2 separate regions of the Oryctolagus cuniculus genome follow, and region 1 is linked to region 2. A link is a contact called in public Micro-C data. All regions are on one chromosome and are shown on one strand. Each heading gives the region's core, a stretch centred on a gene start, on an enhancer-like site or on the middle of the called end of the contact. The rest is flanking DNA. Distances are from core to core; before and after follow the strand shown. Region 1 holds the start of ITGA3 (integrin subunit alpha 3). Region 2 has its middle 16 kb from the start of DLX3.

Region 1 (4,841 bases), core at 127-2,626, 35 kb after region 2:
GTAAGAGACATCTATTGTACTTCAAAAGTACACAGTGACCTCTGGCAGCTCTTTTCTGTTTGATTCTTCTAGGAATAATGAGATCTTTGGGTGCCGCCCACCCACCTCCACCTGGCACCCCCCCCACTGCTCACCTGGGGGTGCTGTCTTCCTGCCCAGCAACCCCACCCTGGCTCAGCCTCAGCCTGAGCGAAGGAGTGGACCTTTGAGATTCTGCCGGCCAGTCCCTGAAGGCAGTAGTGGAGGAGAAACCGGTGCAGTTTGGGCCAGCTCTGGCCACACAGTTCCCGCTACGGAGGGACTCGTCTTCAAGAGTCGCATCCACCTTCTAGAAGCAGCAACCCTTAAGGGGAAATGTTATCATTTTGCTAATTACAATTAGCGATGTTTGATAATTACCACTACTAAGTATCTGTCTGGCTTCGCTGTGGAGCCAGTCCCAGCTCGAATCAGGAAGGTGGGGGCGGGTGGATCGCAGAAATAAATCTTAACAGAGACAGAGGAGGGGCTGGGTGCGGGGAGAGCGCCCAGAGACCGCCAGCCACCTCCTGGGCACTCACAGCGCTGCGGAGGCGAGCCGAGCGTTGCAACCAGCAGCGCGCGGGGAGACCGTTCTCAGATGCGCCAACGCCCGGCCTCTTCAGCCGGGACAGCAGAGGTGGCTGCGCCTGCAACGGCCTTTCCTAAGGCGGCAGCAGCCGCAGCAAAGCGGCGGGGCAAATCCCAGCCCCGGCCCCGCCCGTCCAACCCTTCTCGCTCCGGAGGCGACGCTTCTCGAGAGATTCGAGGGGCGGAGAGGGCAAACTCAAGCTTTTTGGGGCTCCCGACAGGTGTCTGAGGGAGAGGGCGGAGCCAGGAAGGAAGGATGAGGAGGGCGGGGCGGTGCTGCCCCTTTAAGAGGCGGTGGCCGCGCGGGGACCTTTTCTCTTTCCCCGGAAGGAAAGCGGAGTCCGGGCTGGGCGCGCAAGGTGGGGAGGTGCGGGGCTGGGCGTGGGGAAGGCGGGGCGCGCGCAGTGGGACCCCTCCCTCCCGGCCTCCCGGCCTCCCGGCGGTCGACTGATCTCCCCGTCCGGATCCGCCGCCCAGCCGGGATCGAAGGCGACAGCGCAGCCAAGGGGGCGCGGCCGGGACAAGCTAGGGGGCCGGTGACCCGACTGCGGGAGAGGCGATTGAATAGACCCGCGGACCTTGGAAGGGGATCGGAGAGCGCAGAGCCGGAGCAGACGCGAAACTGAGCGGGGCTGAGGGCGAGGAACGGATCCGCACTCGGAGGCGCAGCGGCGCTGCGGGCACGGGTGGCCTCGGCAGCCAGGGAGCAGGTGAACAGGTCCTCGCTCCGCGCGCTCTCGCCCCGGCCGCTGCTCCGGCTAGCAGCCATGGGCCCTGGCGCCCGCCGCGCGCCCGGCGCCCCGCGCCCGCTGCTCTGCGCGTTCGCTTTGATGGTGGCGGCCGGCGGCCGCGTCGCCTCCGCCTTCAACCTGGACACCCGATTCCTTGTGGTAAAGGAGGCCAAGAACCCGAGCAGCCTCTTCGGCTACTCGGTCGCCCTCCACCGGCAGACCGAGCGGCAGCAACGCTACCTGTAAGTGGGGCTGGCGGGGGTGGGGCGGGACGGAGTGAGCGCGGCGGGGTGCGGTGCCGGAGCGGGGTCGCAGCCCACTGGACCCCCCGACCCTTGTGAGCCAGGATTCTGGGGAGCGGATTTCCGAGCAGCCCCCCGGGCTGCCGAGCTTTGGCGGGAAGTGGAGGATTGGGCGTGGTGTGGGGGGCAGTCCTCACTGGCAAGTGCTGACCTGGCCAGAACCTGTCTAGACGCGGCCCCTCCACCCTTCAGATCTCTGCGAGCAGAAGTGTGGTCCCTGTTGCCTGAGCCCCCAGCCAGCGGGTGAACGGAGTGCCTAGCGCTGGCCTCTTCTCTCCAGGGCTGGGAGCTGGATAAACAAGATAAACACACCTAGTGCCCCTCCCCCTCCCGGGGAGAACCCACAGCACATGCATTTAAGCCCGCACCTCGCACTTAGTCTGCGGCCACGCGGGCCACGCCCTCTGCAGAGCCAGACGGGATAGCCTGCTCAACCGCCCGGCGGGCTGGTGCAGGGGGAGCGGGGAGCCGACGGCTGAGTCCGGCCGTGCGGCCATGCGGAGCTGTCCAGAAGCTCCTTCTGACCCCGTGAGCGCAGGGGCGTGGATGAGAGAGAGGAGCTGTCCCCATTGGGACTGCGCCTCCCAGCCGCAGGGGCGCTCTCCCACCAGACATCATCCCCGCATTCCACAGATTCATGTTGAATCGCAGCCCTGAGTGTGTTTGTTTTGGTTTGAAGAGGGAAATGGTGTTTTTCTTCTGTTCTCCTTCCCCGACAGCTGCAAAGGAGAAGGAGCTGGAAGGGCTCAGGGGAGGAGGGAAAGAGAGCATCCAGCTGCCTGCCCCTCCCCGCAGACTCCCTCCGTAGGGACCCACACCCGGGGGCATGTCCAGGCTCCAGGGCTTTCTCTGCTGTGGGCTCAGAGTGTGCTGAGGTCGGCAGCTGGGGGCAGGGCCGGGGGAGGGGGAGAATGAGGCTGCCCAGGCTGGGACAGTGGTTAGGACAGGTCCTGCAAGCCGCTTTGGCCCCTACCGGCCAGGTGACCCGACAGGTGTCTGTCTTCCCCTGGCCTCTGACCCCACCGAGCTGGAAGAAACCTCTCCCAGCTCCGGCTGGGGCCTGCAGAAGCTTGAGGAAGTTGGGAATGGTCAAAGTCCAAACTGCCCCAGCCCTGGCCTCTGCCCCGTCGGCCCAGCCCCTACCCAGCCTGCCTGCCCGGGTGCAGCCTCACCTCCATCTGGCTTCTGTGGAGGTGAGGGCCACCACACCCTTCCTGGTCTGACTCCTGCTGCTGTCTGGCTTCAGCAAACCCCGAACGACCATCGGGGCGATTCTCTGTGCCAGTGCTCTTCCTGCCCTGGCCCGCGAAAAAGATGTTCAGGCTGCTGGATAGGAGTTTGCAGGGTGATGAGCAGATCGGTCTGGGAAGGCAGCACACGCAGCGACTCCGAGGCCGCCCCTCCCCCCTTTACCATGTGACCTTGAGCAGCACACGTTCCTTCCCTGGGACAGTTTTTCCCAAAAAGGGTTTGGAGTTGGATCTCTGTCTCCTGCCCACCTCCGAGGGCCTGCAAGAGGCGACTTGGCATTGTGGAGGGCAAAGAGGCTCCCAAGTGCCACTGCCAGGGTCCGGTCGTGGGTCTGTCCCTGAGACTATTTCTCCTCTGAAGGGGAAAGGGGCTCGTTCTTTAGGGGCGCCAGTGGGGCTTTAATGGGACCATGTGTTTGAAATGCACTGCCCAGGTGGCCGTCTGGGCTCGCCATAAAGCGCTAGTTAAATACCTGCGCCCCTCATCAGATTGCCTCCATTCCATTCCCGGCACCAGAGGCCGATTCCAACTTTCTGTTAACGCAGACCCCGCAGGACAGCACTGGTGGCTCAAGTAGTTGGGTTCCTGCCATCCACATGGGAGACTTGGATTGAGTTCCTGGTTCCCAGCTTCAGCCCTCAGGCCATTAAGGGCATTTGGGGGAGTGAAATAGTGGATGGAAGCTCTCTCTCAAATAAATAAATTTAAATGATTTTTTTTATAAAGTACCTTACATATGCCCACTTCCCCCAGGTGCAGCTGCAGGCTCTGGTGCTGCAACCAGGACCTGGATGCACCCCCAGAACCCACGAGCTCCACCCGAGATGGCTGAGCTAAGGGCTTCTGCTTTTCTGCCTGGGCAGCTCGAGATGGCATTAGGCCTTCCAATTGCAAGAAGGTTAGAGCTCATGGACCTCCAAGAGGCAGGTGGTTCTAGAGAGAGTTTGGGGCCTCCCTGCATGGGCATCCTCAGTCTTTTTCCAGAAGTGGGTCTACCTCTAGGCTTACCTCCTTGGCTCACTGAATTCTGTACGCTGGCCCTGTGGGAGAGCCAAGGGGGCCAGCTGGGCTTGGCAGCAGCCAGCTGTGTAGCCAGATGTGAGCAGCTGCCTGGGTACACCGCGCCCGGGGGGGAACTAGCGAGCCAAGCTGTGGCCTCACGTTCTGTTGCTCTCAAAGTCCCTTTGGAAGGAGAACAGGCTTGTGAGTCTGGGGTTCATAGAAGGTTTTTAGGAAATGAGGGATCTTTGAGAGTAGAGGCAGAATCCTGTGTGTTTTGTTCCTTGTCCTGGAGCGGGAAGAGGGGAGAGCACAGCTTTCCTGTTCTCAAATCCCCACCCCGGGGTAGGGGGACCCTCTCTGCTGCCCCATCGCCTTCCTTCCCCACCCACATCATCGGGGGTTCCCGCCAATGCACGACCCAGTCCCCCATCCCTGGAAAAGAGGAGCATGGGGGAGACCAGGGTACTTTGGCTTCTAATGGTGAGATGCATGCGGTCCCCCTGGAGGGAGGTGGCACCCGCCCTGTTGCTCCCTCCTGGAAGTCCTTGTGAGCCATGAGGGCAGGCTCTGAGCCTCTCTCCCTTTATCCTTTGCTGGAAATGAGGGCATCTGGAGGCCTGGCGCTCGTGGAAATGATGTCAGGCACAAGGTAGGCAGGAGCCCAGCTTACCTGCTGTGCTCTCCCGAAACAGGTTCCCCTGGGTGGGGCGGGTGCCTGGCAGCCTCCGAGGCTCGTGCCAGCAGAAATGGGCACAGCAGCTGTGGCTGCACGTGGCAGCTCCCTTCCCTCCGGTTCTCCCCAGCGACCAGTGACAGCCCCAGGGTCTTTGAAGTGGGCGGGCACCGAGGAAGGCCAGCCGCAAAGGCAGCAGCAGCAAAAGGGGCTTGCTTGGTCGCACAGGGCTAAGCCGGGGGGGGGGGGGGGGAGGATGTCCTTGCGGTAACC
Region 2 (4,783 bases), core at 1,729-4,228:
GGCTCCCAGACACAGCCCTGCCCTCCGCCTCCCTGGGGACCCTGACTGAGCTCACAGTGGTGTCTCCTGAGGGAGTGGCCGAGCCTGCTCAGCGTGGGAGGCAGGCTGCAGGGAGCCAGCCCTGTCCAGCAGGCGTCCAGAGAGCGAGGCGGTTCCGGCCCAGGAAGCCGAGGGCTCCTTACCATAAGAGGGAATGGCTGCAGCGCCGGCCAGAGCTCTGTCTGCGCCAGCTATTACCCCTTTGGCGGGGAGCCAAAGTGCCTTCCGCGAAATCCTTTTGGACCAATCCCTGGAGCCAGACACACATACACCCGTTTCATCACTTCCCGGATCACGCTGAAATGATCTCTTGAGGTGACTTTCTGGCTGGCTGGCCAGGGAGCGCCCAAGGACAGGACCCACGCCTGCCTCCTGCTGTGTGCCCAGCACCCCGCCACAGCCAGGAGCGACACAGATGCTCAGGCCCCAGGGGCCCGCGTCTGCCTCGGCCCTCAGCCTTCAGGTCTGTGGTGCCTGCGCCCTCGGCCCTGACCCCAGAGCTCCGTGGGCTCCGGGCTTCTGGTCACTGCACAAGCAGCTGAAACTGCACGTGTCGGAGACTGGGCTCATCGCCTTCGGCCCTAAGCCGCCTCCTCCTCCTGCACGGCCCCCAGCACTGGTCACTTCACCTCCTCCGCCATAGCCAGTCAATCCCAGGGTTTTTTTATTTTTTAAGATTTTTTTTTTAATTTACTTGGAAGTGAGAGAAAGGGCAGGATTATCTGTCTGCTGGTTCACTCCCCAAATGGCCGCAATGGCCAGGGCTGGGCAGAAGCCGGGAGCGTGGAGCGTCCAGGTCTCCCACGTGGGTGCGGGGGCGCAGGCGCTTGGGCCATCCTCCGATGCCTTCCCAGGTGCATCAGCAGGAAGCTGGGCCGGAAGCGGAGCAGCTGCACAACACTAGGCCTCCTCGGTTCCTCTAAGTGCCCGTCCTCCCCACCCCTCCTCCCTGTCCTGCTCGGGCACCTGTGCCAGGTCTGCTCCCCACAGTGCTGGCCACGCAGGCCCCCTGGGAAGCCCCTCTGTGTTTCCCAGCCCCTTCCCACTCCCACCCACACATACCCTGCAGGCTCTGGGCCCACGGCTCTGCCCGGGCTCTCGGACTTCCACTCTACCAAGAGCCGGGTGTTGCCCTGGGAGGCCAAGCTCCCTGTGTGTCTACCTCTGGGCTCCTCTCCACCCTCCTCCCTTCACTACCCTCCAGCACCTTGCACTCATTCATCCATTCATTCATTCACTCTTTTCAGGGGGGCACCTGGCCCTGTGCCCACTCCTGTGCTCCACCATGACGTGACCTAGTATGGAGGAGCCCCATGGGTGGACGGACGGCCTCTACTTCCCAGCCTCTCCCTCTGGGTGCGAGACAGCCGCCATGGCGTCCCCTCGCTCTGGGACTCCAGCCGGAGCTTGTCGAGGTGTTGGCTCTTGGGAGGTGCTCCCCATTGTTAGCTGAGTGAGTCAGCAGATTGGCGACAGCGCCGGCTGGCAAACTTTGCACAGGGCCAGCGAGCAACTGCTTTGGACTTTGCAGCTCGTGCGGGATCTGCCGCAATGAGAAAGCAGCCCCAGACATGGCGGAACAAAATCGTATTCACGAGAGCAGGTGGCAGCTGATGCCGCTTGTGGGTCGGGGCCCTCCGATCCCTGAGCTACAGGCCTGAACTGTCCCCAGTCGGAAACGACTTCTACCCCATCCTGAGGGCTGCATGGAACCTGACCTCCTGTGCATTTCGTGTGTGTTTCCTCAGGAATCCGGACCTATCCAGACACAGACAACTGACAGAGGAGAAGTAGAAGTCAGGGGAGAAACCTGGGGTCGGGAGCCTGGGGGCCTGGACCCTTTCAGATTGGCCTTCCTGTCTGGGTGCGGGGAGAGGAACCCTCTCATATTTCTCTCTCGCGCGCGCGTGCTCTCGCTCTCGCTCGCTCTCTCTCTCTCCCTTCCACACACACACACACACACCTTGGGGGGCCTGAGTGTCCTGAAAAATAAGGTGATGTGGCCTGAGCCAGGAGGAGGGGCCAGGTGGGCCCTGGGTCCAGTCTATGGGCTGCACTCTGGGGTCCCCAGCTTGGGGCAGAGGATTGCCAAGCCCCAACAATACACCTGCAGTTAGTGCAATCGCCACCAGGTGGCAGGCCTGCCCACTGCCAAAGGCCTGTGGCCGCAGGCATCTCAGGTTGGCTGATGGATTTGTTTATTCAATCACCATTGATTTATTCACACGTCATTCATTCATGGTTTTTATTCCCCAAGCACTTCTGAGTCCTCCTAGGTGCCAGCAGGCGCTGTGCTAGGTGTGAGGAGGAAATGCACGGGGCCACGGCAGTGGTGGCGCCCTCTGCTCCGCAGCCGGCAAGAAAGTGCCGCGAGGGTCTCCCGGGGCCACTGGGGGTCTGTGGGGGCGGGACCTTCTGCGTGGGGGCAGGGGGGTTCCCCTTGCAGCCGTCGGGGACGCTGCCCCTTGCTCCGGCTTCTGCAGCGGGAGCCAGCGGGCCGAGGGCCCCGAGCGAGGTTTGGACCAGCTCCCAGCGCATCTCAGGTCGCCCGCAGCGGGTCTCAGGTGCAGCCGCACGGCGTCCCTGGGGCTGAGGTTTTCTCCATCTCCGTCTCCCTTCAACCAGGCCCAACCTCAAGCCACCAGTCCAGCCCCAGCCCCTTCCCCCACTTCCCTCTGCTGCGTGTGTTCTGGCAGCTTTTCTCCCAAGTGCCCAGCCCGACAGCAGACCCTGGGTACCCGGAACAGGTCCCCCCCCGGGGGGGGGGGCACAGCGCCTCTGTGCCTTCCTCGAGCCTCGTTCCTGCCCCTCAGCTCCACACAGTGCTTGCTGGCAGCACCGCGCCTGCGCTGTGGACCCTCACTTTAGACACAAGGCAAGGACCTCAGCTTGTTCATTGTCAAAGCCACAGACCTTGCCCGGGGCCTGGGACGTAGGCAGTCTCCACCAACGCAGGCTGAGTCACGGCCCCCCGGGAAGGTGGGCACCACCAGCAGGCCACGTGGATCTATGGGGAGGCAGGGACTGACCCACGGGAAGGCGGGGAGGGCGCTGTAGCGAAGCAGGTTGAGCATCCGCCTGAGGCACCGGCATCCCATTTGGGCACCAGTTCAAGTCCCAGCTGCTCCTCTTCTGATCCAGTTCTCTGCTCATAGCCTGGCAAAACAGTGGGAGACCTGGAAGAAGCTCCAGGCTCCTGGCTTCAGATTGCCCCAGCTCCAGCCATTGTGACCATTTGGGGAGTGAACCAGCAAATGGAAGACCTCTCTGTCTCTCCCTCTCTCTGTAACTCTGCCTCTCTAGTTAAATAAATAAATCTTAGGTGGGCTGTCCTTCGTAACAGCCCTAAATGGAATTGCAAGACCCCCTGACCTACCTTGGTGGGGACCACGGGAGCCGCAGGCCACTCTGGAAGGGCTGGGACACATCAGGGTAGGGGCACACCCACGAACTCGCTCTTTGGACAGGGGCCCCCGGTGGCTTCCTTGGCCAGCAGCCATGGTGCCCAGTCACCGCTCTGCCTGGCTTCCCTTCTCCCCTGCCTGCCCCAGCTTCCTGCTCCCCAGGCCTCATGCCTTGTGACTCACAGCGCAGCTCAGCTGGAAAACATCTGGCCATGCCCACAGCCCTGGCATCAGGCCCGTTTGCCCCACATGAGGCCCCCACCCCCAGGGGGCTCCTACCAGGCCCTCCACTAGGGTTGCATCCATTGACATCTTCTTCCCGCCTGGCAAATCCCACCGGTAAGGGGGGTGGGGGTGAGAGGCGTGGCGCCCCAGCCCCTGGGTCGTGCCAGGTGGAGTGGGAGCCCCATCCTATCAGCTCATACATTCCAGGCATTCCCAGTGGGCAGGGGGCGGGGCTGGCCGGAGGAGGAGGAATGCCGCTTGGCTCCGTACCCTACGCTTGGGTTTCTCCACTGCCCGGCCCGACTCCCAGGCCCGCACGCCTCAGCCCCACGTCCAGCTCCTCATCCTTTCTTTTGCTGCTCTGGGCTTCCTTCCCTTCCAGTTTCTCCTCCCTCGCTCGGGGCTGCCCTCTCTGTCATCCCTGCGGCGTGTGGGGAGACCAGGCCAGGGTGCTCCACAGGGCCTGTGTCCCTTTCGAACTCGGGCTCGGCCCGGCCTTGGCTCTGGACCCTCTCCCGTATATCTTTGTCCAGGACTTGCCCTCTCCGGCCACTGCCCCTCCCACTCCTGGGGGCACCGGCCTTGGGGTCTAAGGTGCTCCCGGCCTGGTGGTTTGTGGATGGCCTGCAGAGATTTCCCCCCAAAGCCTTCTGCAGACTGTGTGGGACTGCACTGGAGAGACAGCTCAATCCCGACCTGCACCTGCACCCTGGGCTTCTTCTCTTGCAGGTTGGGGGCACCTGCCGGTCCTCGTCATTCATCTTCTGTGGGCGTTGAGTCTGAGCTTGGATGAGGTTGTCTTGTTCCCAAGACACTCACAGGAGCATCCCTTTGTCCTCTGGCCACCTCCCAACCAAAGTGCAGTGGCTGAAGGAGAGCTGGGATCCAGGAACCCTGGGTTCTGATTCTGACTCTGCTGTGTGACAGAGGCTAGTCACTGCGCCCCTCTGAGCCTCAGCCTCGCTCCACTCTCCAAATGCCTGTAACAGCCAGAGCTGGGCCAGGTGGAAGGCAAGAGCTGAGAAGTCACTCTGTCTCCCACGTGGCCAGCAGGGACTCAACTGCGGGAGCCACAACCTGCCAGCTCCCAGCGTGCACAGTAGCAGGAAGCTGGA

What was found. A called contact is a pair of places that touch in the nucleus more often than the background predicts.
Region 1: a Micro-C map of ear pinna shows a contact between it and region 2, with 6 times the contacts expected there. The contact joins the promoter of ITGA3 here to the enhancer-like site in region 2. A contact is called at or near these places in 4 of 6 Hi-C or Micro-C datasets (ear pinna, psoas muscle, skin fibroblasts and 1 more).

Annotation. Positions count from the first base shown.
Region 1 is chr17:26,035,165-26,040,005 of mOryCun1.1, forward strand. It overlaps ITGA3 (integrin subunit alpha 3), which reads left to right and starts at 1,377. Exons shown (of 26, transcript XM_051825563.2): 1 at 1,377-1,582. The coding sequence starts at 1,377. It overlaps LOC103351549 (a long non-coding RNA gene), which reads right to left and starts at 3,592. Exons shown (of 4, transcript XR_011383503.1): 1 at 2,815-3,592; 2 at 1,794-1,931; 3 at 135-343.
Region 2 is chr17:25,998,318-26,003,100 of mOryCun1.1, forward strand. No RefSeq gene overlaps it. Among named protein-coding and RNA genes, the nearest start is that of DLX3, 16 kb to the left of the region's middle. Within about 2 kb of position 2,979, at least 1 of the 8 cell types and tissues checked has an H3K27ac peak or open chromatin away from gene starts, as enhancers often do.